Regions from separate parts of the Sus scrofa genome. Here all the other regions are linked to region 2. A link is a contact called in public HiChIP or PLAC-seq data. All regions are on one chromosome and are shown on one strand. Each heading gives the region's core, a stretch centred on a gene start, on an enhancer-like site or on the middle of the called end of the contact. The rest is flanking DNA. Distances are from core to core; before and after follow the strand shown. Region 1 holds the start of ELL (RNA polymerase II elongation factor ELL). Region 2 holds the start of JUND (transcription factor jun-D). Region 3 holds the start of LRRC25 (leucine-rich repeat-containing protein 25).

Evidence for each region. HiChIP or PLAC-seq counts read pairs in DNA pulled down with a chosen protein or histone mark.
Region 1: an H3K27ac HiChIP or PLAC-seq map of alveolar macrophages shows a contact between it and region 2. The contact joins the promoter of ELL here to the promoter of JUND in region 2. A contact is called at or near these places in 1 of 47 Hi-C or Micro-C datasets (embryonic fibroblasts) and 1 of 2 datasets of contacts at active chromatin or transcription factors (alveolar macrophages).
Region 3: a contact with region 2 is called in an H3K27ac HiChIP or PLAC-seq map of alveolar macrophages. The contact joins the promoter of LRRC25 here to the promoter of JUND in region 2. A contact is called at or near these places in 1 of 5 promoter capture datasets (fetal liver), 12 of 47 Hi-C or Micro-C datasets (alveolar macrophages, brain, embryonic fibroblasts and 9 more) and 2 of 2 datasets of contacts at active chromatin or transcription factors (alveolar macrophages and skeletal muscle).

The regions. Positions count from the first base shown.
Region 1 is chr2:59,275,123-59,279,022 of Sscrofa11.1, forward strand. It overlaps ELL (RNA polymerase II elongation factor ELL), which reads left to right and starts at 2,042. Exons shown (of 13, transcript XM_021083507.1): 1 at 2,042-2,220. The coding sequence starts at 2,086.
Region 2 is chr2:59,528,481-59,532,559 of Sscrofa11.1, forward strand. JUND (transcription factor jun-D) reads left to right here and starts at 2,511. Exons shown (of 2, transcript XM_021083521.1): 1 at 2,511-3,351; 2 at 3,354-4,079. The coding sequence starts at 2,674. The coding sequence ends at 3,716.
Region 3 is chr2:59,399,316-59,403,370 of Sscrofa11.1, forward strand. LRRC25 (leucine-rich repeat-containing protein 25) reads left to right here and starts at 1,897. Exons shown (of 3, transcript XM_021083527.1): 1 at 1,897-2,110; 2 at 2,676-3,484. The coding sequence starts at 2,685.

The DNA.
Region 1 (3,900 bases), core at 792-3,291, 250 kb before region 2:
CATCTTCTAAACTCCAGACTGCCTGCTCCTCAGCCACCCCACCTGCCCCTTCTTTCTAGGTGCAATGAAACCCTGGTCTATTCTAATTCTTACCTGGCCCGGTCTCCCAGATAAACAGCTGGACACAACAGTGGGCAGACTGGTTAGTGTGCGAGCAAGTGCCAGCATCTTCCCCATAGAATGGACAGATCCTAGGTAAAGGGTGGAGGATCCCAGAGTTTTGGCCTTGGGCTCAAACAGGCTGGAGTTGGAATTTCTGCAGTAGCATGTGAGACCTCTCTGACCCTTGTTCTCATCTATGAAATGGGCTGATAGCTGTGTTGTGCGTATTAAATGACATCCATTATTAATTCAGCACAACCACCCAGTGCTGGAGGTTTTCAATGAAGAAATATAGAAAGGATACAGTGGTTTGGACCCATCTGCCAGATGAGGAAACTGAGGGCTTAGAGAAGTTAAGAGAATTAGGAACACTGCAATATAGAAAGGGACCCAGGTAGCAGAGGCAGGAAAAAATGTAGTCGGGAGGGCTCTGGGTCAGAAAGATCCAAGTTCAAAGTTTCAGGCAGGCCATTCACTGGCAGGGTGTATACCCCTGCTGTCTCATTCCTTTGATTCTGTTTCTCCATTTGTAAACGGAGATATTAATGACAGGCATGGGAAAAAGTTGCAAGGAATCTAGCATTGCCTTTAGGATCAGCCTTTAGGTTCATGGTCAAGGGGTAAATAGATGGCAGTGCCGGCCTGGTAGTGATAGGCAGAGCTAACAAGATCATCTGGGTAGAAACACATAGAAAGTCCCTGAATTCACCTTCCTCCCTTGCCTCACTTCATCCTATGACCACTGTCTGTAATTAGATTAAAATGAGAAGGAGTCCCTGCTATTGTGCAACAGGATCTGCGGTGTCTCTGCAGTGCCAGGATGCAGGTTTGAGCCCTGGCCTGGCACAGTAGGTAAAAGATCTGGAGTTGCTGCAGCTGAGGCTTAGGTCTGGATTGAGGCTTGGATCTGATCCCTGGCCCAGGGAACTCTATATGCCACGGGGCAGCCAAAAAAGGAAAAAAGAGAAATGTCCATAGATACAGAAAGTAGGTTAGTGGTTACTAGGGCCTGGGAAGGGGGAATGAGGAGTGACTACTTTGTGGGTGTGGGTTTTTCCTTTAGGGGTGATGAAAACGTTCTGGAACTAGATGGTGGTAGTGGCTGCACAGCATTGTGGATGTATTAAATGCCACAGAATTGTACACATTAACTAACTTCATGATAGGTGAAATTTTTTTTTTTAATGGGTGAGCAGGACAATCACCATCTCTCAGGGCTCTGGGGGGTGTAGGATTTTATTCTAAGTCTACCCTTAGCACAACACTGTAAATTAACTATATTTTAATTTAAAAAGAAATCTACTGTTACCATGAGCAAAGTTAATCTGACCCCCAATCATCCAACAGCCCCAGGCCCACCTTAGGGGAACCCTATTAGCCCAACCCAGCGTCCAACGCGCGCTCAGTTTACATAGCCACGCCCATCCAGCAGCGGATCCCTCCCCCCACGTGCTTTGCGCGGGCCCCGCCCCCTCCCACGCCCTCAATGCGGCTCCTCGCTGAAGCCAAAGACGGAAGACTTGGAGAGACCTCATAAATAATACATCACGTCATTGGCTGGTGGGGCGGTGCTTCGACTTGCCTGGCTGAGTCAAGATCATGAATAATACACACTGAGGCGGGGCTTGAAGGAGCGCGCGTGTCGAGGCGGAGTCCGGGCGCGGAAGTGGACACCTCTAGGGTCTTGAGAGGTTAGGGATGGGGGGAGTCCATCCACGCCTTACGAAAATGCAGGAAGTCGGGGCGGTAACTATGGGATTCCCTGGGCCCACATGATGCGTGGCCAGCCGCATCTCATGAATAGTGCAGCACGTCAGCGGGCGGTACCGCGGCGTCTGTGGTTCTAGGGGGGTTCCGGCGAGGGCGTGGCCAGCCGCGTCTTATGAATAATGCAGCACGTCAGCGGGCAGCAGGGTGGGGCGTGGCCGGCGCACCGCCCGCACTGGAGCCGGGAAGGGGGGGCGGGGGAGCGATGGTCGCAAGATGGCGGCGCTGAAGGAGGCTCGGAGCTACGGGCTGTCGTGCGGGCGAGTGAGCGACGGTAGCAAGGTGTCCGTGTTCCACGTGAAGCTCACCGACAGTGCTCTGAGGGCCTTCGAGAATTACCGCGTCTGCCAGGTGAGCGGTGCAGGCGGTGCGGCCGTCGGGGACATCGGGACGCAGGTCGGCCTCGCGCTCCTCTCGCCACGGCGTCCTAGCCTGGGGGCGCGGGGTCCGGCTTCTTAGGTGCTGCTTGTGAGTTCCTGGGCCAGCGGGGCGCGGGGTAGGCGCCTGTCCGGCTCGGAGCGCAGGGAACCTCGGCGCCGGGAGGAGAACCTGGCGGGTGGCCCGGGGCGGCCATGGGGCCCGAACTCTCGCTCCTGGTCTGGGGATAGGGGGTCTGTCCGGCGCCTTTCTCGGCCCATCCGGCACCTGAGCAGGAACTGGTCTTTTCACCTGTTCAGGGGAAGGGGTGGAGGCCCCGCTGTCCGAGCTCGGAGGTGGGGGTTTGGGGCTTCTTTGGCTCCTTTGCGGGATGGCCGGTAGGGATGACTGCCTGCACTCCCGAGGAGCAGCTTTTCCGTCTTGGTCACTGGTAGGGTGGGTCAGTGGGGCACCGCTGTCGGAGCACCTGTGGGGTTTTGTTCCGTTTGTATGGGGAGGTTGTGTCTGCACTTGGGGGCTGTCTTTGATGCTTTCCAATGAGGCCCCTGGAGTTGGGTTCACTTTTCGTTCCTGGGAAAGGAAATTTGGGCAAAACCTGTCAACTCGCCTCCAACTCCCCAGGTGACCAGGTCTCACTGGACACCTTTAGAGAGTAGGAGTGTTTTGAGAAGAAGAGGCTGTGATTGTGGAGGGGGGGATTGCTGGTATGGTGCCTTTAGAAGATTGGGAGCCTGTGGTGGGCACCTGGGAGGGAGCTCTGGCCACCGCACCTGGCTCCTGACTCACAAACTTCTCAGGGGCTGATTTGGGTCCATCTGGCTAAGTTCAAGGCGTTTCAGTTCTGCCACCTGGCGGGGGGTGGGGGGGGTTGGGGAGAGGCTTCTGTGTACCTTCTTTCAGGCCTGACTGTAGGGTACATCTGGGGCCCTGGTCAGAAACTGCTTCTTCCCATTTCTGTTTGTGTCATGGCGCCCTCCTCCTGTGTTGGGACAGAAGTTGCAGGTGCCCAGTGGTCAGGTCCTGAGGGGAAGTGGTTTGGGAGCCCTTTTACCTCCTCACTGGGAAAGTAGGGGCTTCATCGTGGCTAGGGGGAGCAAGGGGTCTGGTGTCAGGTTCAGGAAGGCCCCGCCCTCTGAGAGAAAGAGAAAGAAGAGAGAGAGAGAGAGAGTGAGAGGAGAGAGAGAGAGAGAGAGAGAGAGAGAGAGAGTGTGTGTGTGTGTGTGTGTGTGTGGTGTGTGTGTGTGTGTGTGTGTGTTGTGTGTACTGGGGCTGGGGGGGGGCTCAGGGCGGGTGAGGAGAGAGACTAACTAGGAAGGAATGTGGCTTTCTTCCTGCCCTGGACTTGTTCGGCACCATTAGCTAAGCCGGGAATTTTTTCCCCTGTCTTGTTACCCGTGCCCACCCTTCCCTGGCTTCTTTCCACTTTTGGGGGCAATTTCCTTCCTGTTCTTGCGTCTCAGTTTTCTCTTCATAGAACAGGGACTTCATCTTTGTTGGAAGAGCAAATTCTCACCTTGTCAAAAGTGATTCCCCAAGGTGAGCCTGGGGTGCCACTGCAGGTGAGGAGGAGGGGGCATGGTGGCCAGCTTGAGCCTTCCTTGTGGAATTCCAGCCCGGTGACTTTTTCCCTGGGCAATTCCAACTTGTTCTGCA
Region 2 (4,079 bases), core at 1,261-3,760:
CAAATAAGGGAGTTCTTATCGTGGCTCAGCAGTAATGAACCCAAATATCCATGAGGATGCAGGTTTGATCCCTGGCTCTGCTCAGTGGGTTAAAAATCTGGCATTGCCATGAGCTGTGGTGTAGGTTGCAAACATGGCTGGAATCCTGCGTTGCTGTGGCTATGACGTAAGCTGGCAGCTGCAGCTCTGATTTGACCCCTAGCCTGAGAACTTCCAAATGCCCGAGGTGTGGCCCCCCAAAAAGTTTGGCCAAATGATAATAAAGCAAAACAATTACAGAAAATATTTACTGAGCCTTTACTTTTTGTTCAGATCCTTCCAATAAAAGTCACAATACTCCATGAAGTAGATGGGATTGTTTGTTCCATTTTCATAAGCAATAAACACACTCAGAGGTAACATGCCTTGGCTTTCCTGTGCCTCCATTTACCAAAGCTTGTCTGCTGGTCAGCCTCTCAAATCAGGTTGGCCCAGCCCAAAGCATTCCTGACCACCTGCCTACCTGTCAAGGTCAAAGCCCCAGGTCAGAGTAGGGCCTTCATAGGCCGCCCACTCACCCTTTTGCCTTGGGAGAATCATGGTCCCATCTCCTTCAATTTGGCCCACTGCACAGGCCCAGAGGGAGGAACCCAGTACCGGGCTGGCTACAGGCTGGAGGCTGTATACCCTCCCATCAGGTGTCCCTTTGCCCAGGCTGGGACAGGAGGAGAAAGAGACCCACATGCCTGGACACACTGACACATACATACAGATGTGTATGTATATGTATATACATGCATACATACATGTGTACGTACATATATACATACACATGTTAACACAGATCCACACAGGCACACAGACATCCACTCCCATGTATGAACACATTTGGGTATAGTGACCCATACACCAACACACAAAGGCACAAACAGACATTTGTGTGTTTGTACACACACACCCATACTCTGACCCTCTGCCAGCCAGGCTTGGCTTCTGGCTCCTGTGACAACTTCCCTCATGGCCTTCTTGCTCGACAGCGCAGTTAGGGGCAAGGCTAGGTGAGGAAGGGACCTAGAAGAGCAAGTGCTCATGTCCAAAGGCAATCAGACTGAGGCCAGAGACTGCCACAGCAACCCCACCAGAGAGTGTTTTTTTCTTAACGCTGTCTTTGGCCCCATGCAGAAAGCTGGGTACCCAGCTAGCTTGAGCTAGACAAGGTCCCTGCCCTCCAGGGACTTATGGTCCATCCCATCATTGTGGATGGTTGCCAGGATATAATGGAAACAAGGTGAGTGTGAGGGGCCTAAGGACAAGTGTTGGCACTGGGGGAAGGCAGCATCAGGCTGAGGGCACAGCACCTGTCAAGGCCCCGAGGTAGCAATGAATTGGGAAGACAAAGCTCAAAGAAGGTGAGGGTGAAAGGTTAGAGAACACCACAAGAAAGGTGTGGGGCCCCCTCCCGATGGACTAGGCTCCATCCTCAGTGTGGTAGGAACCATGGAGGGGTTGTATGCAGGGACTGTAGGTCAGACCCAGAAGTCCCAAGGTGGGAAGAGTCTCTCCCACCTCCCTCACATTCCGTTCCCAGCCAGCCTTTTCGAGGCCAATTAAGCCTGACCTGACAATCATGGTAATAAATACGGACTGGGATTCCTGCCTTAATAGCTCAGTCCGGGAGCCAAGGGCCAAGGGTTGGGGGGTGAGGAGTGGGACCCAGGTAGGGGGCTGTCCAGGGTCATGGACGCCAGGGTTCTGCCAGATGTATAAGAGCTCAGGCCTGGTCCCGGAGACAGGTCACTCCACCTCGCCGAGCCTCAATTTCCCATCTGTAAAGTCAGGAAGTCAGACTCCACGATTCAGTCCCACCCAGTGAAAAGTATTGAGATCAAAAAGGTTCCAGCAACTTCTGGCCTCCTCTCCGCTTCCCGGCCTTTCTGAAGCAAACACACCACTTGGGACTGGGCTGGGGGGTGGAGGTGAGGTGGACAGACTAGACCCACACCCTGGCGAGCCACGCTTCAGCTCCCTCAGGTCTTCAACCCCACGGAGCGTAGCTACAGGCGCGCTAAGGGAAGCCCAGCCGGCGTAGTGGAGCTGGAGGCGCCAGGGAGTTATTTATCCATCCGGGGCCCCATCCCCCTTCTGTCCCCGGAGCCAGTACCGCCTCCGCCCGCCCGGGGCCCCACGCGCGGACGCGGGGCGGGGCTTCGGGCGGGCGGGCGCCTGGTGGCCGGGCCCATCACGCCACCCGGGACGTGCCTTGGCGGGAGGCGGTGCTGGGGGCCTGGGTCTTACTCTGGCTCCTGGGGCGGAGTGACCGGGCCGACGCGCGGCCCGCCCCCATGACGTCAACCCACAAGGCAGCGCGCTGTTGTGCCGTTTACCGCGCGTCACCTGGACGACTGCAGTCGGTGGGGGTTGAAGAGGCCGTCAGTGGCTTGGCCCCGCCCCTCCATGCAAATGAGCGACGTCACCCGCGTCCAATGGCGAGCAGGGACAGTGAGCTCATCGTACCCGGCCGAGGCTATAAGGGGGCGCGCGCGTTGCGCGACTCGGGAGCCGCCGCCAGCAGAGGGCTGGGCGCAGCGGCCGCGGCCTGGGCGGGCGCAGGGCCGAGCGGACGGGGGGGCGAGGGCCCCCCGGGCGGCCGCGGCCACTCCCCCCCCCGGGTCGGCGCGGCGGGGGAGGCGGAGGATGGAAACACCCTTCTACGGCGATGAGGCGCTGAGCGGCCTGGGCGGCGGCAGTGGCAGTGGCGGCGGTGGCAGCTTCGCGTCCCCGGGTCGCCTGTTCCCCGGGGCGCCCCCGACGGCAGCCGCCGGCAGCATGATGAAGAAGGACGCGTTGACGCTGAGCTTGAGCGAGCAGGTGGCAGCGGCGCTCAAGCCCGCGGCCGCACCGCCCCCGGCCCCTCTGCGCACCGACGGCGCCCAGGGTGCGGCGCCCCCCGACAGCCTGCTCCCTTCGCCCGACCTGGGGCTGCTCAAGCTCGCTTCGCCCGAGCTCGAACGTCTCATCATCCAGTCCAACGGGCTGGTCACCACCACGCCGACGAGCACGCAGTTTCTCTACCCCAAGGTGGCGGCAAGCGAGGAGCAGGAGTTCGCCGAGGGCTTCGTCAAGGCCCTGGAGGACTTGCACAAGCAAAACCAGCTGGGCGCGGGCGCGGCCTCCGCTGCCGCCGCCGCCGGAGGACCCTCAGGCACGGCTGCAGGCGCCGCACCTCCCAGCGAGCTGGCCCCAGCGGCGGCCACGCCCGAGGCGCCCGTCTACGCGAACCTGAGCAGCTACGCGGGAGGGACTGGGGGTTCGGGGGGAGCTGCGACGGTCGCCTTCGCCGCTGAACCCGTGCCCTTTCCGCCGCCGCCGCCGCCCCAGGCGCGCTGGGGCCGCCACGCCTGGCCGCACTCAAGGATGAGCCGCAGACGGTGCCCGACGTGCCGAGCTTCGGCGAGAGCCCGCCGCTGTCGCCCATCGACATGGACACTCAGGAGCGCATTAAGGCGGAGCGCAAGCGGCTGCGCAACCGCATCGCTGCCTCCAAGTGCCGCAAGCGCAAGCTGGAGCGTATCTCGCGCCTCGAGGAGAAAGTGAAGACGCTCAAGAGCCAGAACACGGAGCTGGCGTCCACGGCGAGCCTGCTGCGCGAGCAGGTGGCGCAACTCAAGCAGAAGGTCCTCAGCCACGTCAACAGCGGCTGCCAGCTGCTGCCCCAGCACCAGGTGCCGGCGTACTGAGCCCGCGCGCGGGGCGCATGCGCGGCCCCCTTCCAGAGAGGCGGGTTTGCGGGGGGGGGGCGTGGGCTCCCGGGACTTGGAGAGGGCGCGGCCCCGGGGACCCCCCCCCCCGAGGGTGCCAGGACTCGGAGAGGGCGCCTCAGACTCGACAAGCTGGACCCCCTGCTCCTGGGGGGGCGAGCGCATGACCCCCCCTCCTTTTCCCCTGCCCTCGCGCTGCCTCTGTCCTCGGCGCGCGGCCACCCGGTGTTGCACAAACCCGCGCGTCCTGGCTGCCTCTTTGTACACATCGCCGCCGAAGGGGGCGCAGCCTCAAGCCCTGCGTTTCCTTTTCTTTTACTTTTTTTTTTTTTTTTTTGGACT
Region 3 (4,055 bases), core at 647-3,146, 130 kb before region 2:
GCCTACACCAGAGCCACAGCAACGCGAGATCCGAGCTGCGTCTGCAACCTACACCACAGCTCACGGCAACACCGGATCCTTAACCCACTGAGCAAGCGCAGGGACCGAACCCGCAACCTCATGGTTCCTAGTCGGATTCGTTAACCACTGCGCCACGACGGGAACTCCTGCCATTTTCTTACTGGGGGTGAGATAAGTTTCTTTGGGTTGTTGAAGGACAATTTGCAGCCCTTTCCCAAAGTCTCGGTTCAAAAACCTTTGACCATTCCTCTGAGCTTTGAGATGGAAAGGGGCAGAGACTGAAGAGAGGGGAAAGCGTAGGAGAGTAGACTCCAGCCTCTCAGAGTCCAAGAGAAGGCTTATACCCTTTGCCCCATTTTGCAGATGTGGAAACTGAGGTACAGAGCAGTTAAGTTCAACAAGCCAGGGGCTAAAAAGGATTTGAAGCCGCTCTGCCTGAAGCCAGGACCCGGTGAGGTGGAGACCCTCTCTCAGCCCACCCCAATCCATTACCTCCTCACTCTCTCTTTTGCCGCTATCCCTTAGGTCCTACTCAGGCCCCCTCTCTGGCCTCCTTGCAAGGTTCTGCACCTCCAGACCCCAGGCTCACTCCAGTAGAATCTTTTGACTCAGTGCTCACAAGCTGCTCTGGCCCTGGGAATACAGCCCCATTCCTGAGCATGGCTTTGGTGGCTTGTGCTGCCTGTCCCCCTGCTCATGTCACCAGTTCCTCCATTTAGCCGCTCCACTCCTAACTATACTGTCACAGCCGGCCATGCTTTCTCTTCTCTCTGGAATCTTCAATGCATTCGTTTCTGCTGCCACTGCTATTTATATTCCAAGCTCCAGACTCAATGTCCCCTCACACAGGGTGCCCTCCTCATATCTCCCTGCAGCCTGGAAGCATGAATATATGTTAGGAGAGCTCTGACTTGCGGGGGATGCTAGGAGCTTGGGGAGTCAAAGGCAGGTTTTAGGAATCCTTGGCAAACTCCCATTCATGTGCTGAAGCCCCAGTTCTTCTTCTTCTTCTTCTTCTTTTTTTTTTTTTTTTTTTTTTTGTCTTTTTTTGTCTTTTCTAGGGCCGCACCCGGGCATACGGAGGTTTCCAGGCTAGGGGTCTAATTGGAGCTGCAGCTGCTGGCCTATACCATAGCCACAGCAATGCAGGATCCGAGCTGCGTCTGCAACCTACACCACAGCTCATGGCAACGCCAGATCCCCAACCCACTGGGCAAGGCCAGGGATCGAACCTGCAACCTCATGGTTCCTAGTCAGATTCGTTAACCACTGAGCAACGACGGGAACTCCTGAAGCCCCAATTCTAATGCCTCCTCTAGGAAGTCTTCCAGCACCCTGTCCCTCCTTCTGGCCCTGACCTGACTCCACCAGCCTGGGGGTGTCTTTGTCCAGTTCTGTCTTCTCCCAAGACTGGATATTCCTGGAACAAATGGCCAGGGCTGAAGCCTCTTAGGGACTTAGCATGGATGATGTTTGTGGGGTTTTTGGTTGTCTTTTTTTTTTTTTAATGGCAGGAATAGAGCATCTGAGCCGCTTCTGTGCCCTACACCACAGCTACGGCAATGCCTGGATCCTTAACCCACTGAGCAAGGCCAGAGACGGAACATGGGTCCTCATGGATGCTAGTAAATTTGTTACTGCTGAGCCATGACAGGAACTCCTGAGTGATGTTTGTTGAATGAATATATGAATGCAACTCATTGTGAAGTAAGTTGATGGGGTAGAAGTTAGTTGGGGCGTTAATGGGGGCCATGTAGTCACTGAGGGCCAGCAAGAGGGAAGTAGGCTGCCCCTCCCCCTCTCGTGAGAATTCTGGTCCTAGAGGCCTGGGGAGGGGGAACGGGGAGGAGGCCTATGGGGCTCGGTGTCTTCTTCATTTTTCTTCTCTGCACTCCACCCGGGCACCAGTTCCTCTTCCCCCTGAGTTGCTGGTTGCAGAGCTTGAGGAACGCCAGAGACCCTAGCGGATCCAGATCCCCGAAGGGTCCGTCGCTCTGGCCCCTGTGTCCAGGTGAGCCACGACGCAGCCCCTCCGCGCCAGAGACTTCCAGCCCGGTCGAGGCAAAGCCGTGCCAGTGGAACTAGAAAGGTAGGACGGAGGCACTAGAACTTGGAACTGCTCAGGAGCGGCAAGCCAAAGCCGGGGGGCCCTTTCAGGCCCCGCTCATGACTCCCTCCCAGCCGCCTGTCGTTCAGGAAGAAAGGCAGAGGGGCGGGGCCGTTTCCAGGGCAACCAATCTTTTTTTTTTTTTTTTTCCCCTGCTTTGCAGGGCTGCACCTGCGCCAGCAACCACTCTTTTTGCATATAGTCCTGTCTGGCCAACAAGGGCTCCCGGAGTGTTGGGGGGCGGGGAGGAAATTGGGCAACTTAGCCCAAAGTGGCTTATCTCAGAGAAGGGGAAGGGGCTGACTGGGCCAGGTCTCCTCCTTGCCTTCTGAGCCCTTGAGGCACCCAGGTTATGTACCCGTTCCCCGGAAGGGGAGACTGAGGCTGGGGGCCAGAGCCAACCAAAGGGGCGTCCAGCGAAGGGCTATGTTTTAACACTTCAGAAGTGGCCTGAGCTGTATATATATATATATATATATATACACACACATAACAGGTGGCGACCACAGGCTGAGGTTAGGCTTTGGATTCTGGTCTCTCTGCCTAGGTTGCTTAAATGGGGGGCTCCCTGGTGTGGGTGCTGTTGTTGCCGCCGCCGCCGTTGCTGCTGCTGCTGCTGCACAATCCAGGCACCCAGGGAACGTCGTGCGTGTCCTCCGGGAACGTGGACTGGACCAGAGAGTTCACGGACACATGCCTGAACTTCAGTGGCCAAAACTTGAGCTGGCTGCCTCAGAACCAGTCTCTGCAGGCCAGAAGTGTGACCATCCTTGACTTGTCTGGAAACCGCCTTCGCAAGCTCCCATCAGTCTTCTTCAGCCACCTGGGAGAGCTGAAGTTCCTGGACGTGACAAACAACCCACTGGAACACGTGGATGGGGCACTGGCCAGACGTTGTCAGCTCACCCTGAAGGCTGATTGCAACTGTGTCCTATTTTCCTGGCACAAGATTCGGCAGGACAACTGTTCTGGCCAGCCGCCTCTGCAGTGCCTAGATAAGACCACTGGTGCCTGGCACAACTTCTCTGCCTTGGAGGAAGGCTGTCCCCCTGGCCTCTCTGCAGGAGCCGTAGGAGCACTGGCAGTTGGTGGAAGCCTGTTTCTCTTGCTTGCCATTGCTGGCCCAGTGTTGGCTTGGAGATTCTGTAGACGTCGGATGGACAGCGGCCGGGGCCTGAGCAAAACGTGGGCTGCTCAGGATGGTTCCAGGTCTGGCTCAGGTCGGCAGCCGAGGTACAGTAGTCGGGCCCTCAACCTTAAGCCCCCAGCAGCTACCCTGACCAGATCTTCCACGTCGGACTATGAGAACATGATCGTGGGCCAGCCAGCTGCCGGGCACCAGTGGGCTGAACACAGGTGAGTAATCCACCCACATCTGCCTGCAAGACTCTGGAGCCAGATGGCCAGGGTTCAATTCCCAGCTCTGCCTCTTACAGGCTATGTGATCTTGGGCAAGTAGTTTGACCTTTCTGGGCCTCGGTTTCTTTATCTGCAAAATGAGGATAATAACAGCCCTCCACCTCATGGAGTTGGGATAAGAATTAAGTGAGTTCCTCTATATGTAAGAAGCCTCCCCCTTCATGACCTGCAAACCCACTTTTCTGACTGCCAAGGACGGCAAGTGTTCAAGGCAGAGTATGGGCTCTGTGGTAGCCGTTAGCAGCCTGGGCTCCAATCTCCCATGACCCAGGGTTGTCTCTGAACCTCAGTTTCTGTCTCCGTAAAATGGGACAGCATCTCCATCTCTCTTTGACATAAAGGAGATGCTAAGAAAGCCACCTGCCTCTCTCTACCGCCACAAAGCTCTGCCTCCAGAATTGGCTGGGCTTAGGTAGATAGGTTCAACTTTCCCCAGGTTGGATGGAGTGGAGGGGATTTCACTCCCCTAGGGGCAGGGATAAATAGGAACAAAGGCCCGGAGGTAGGA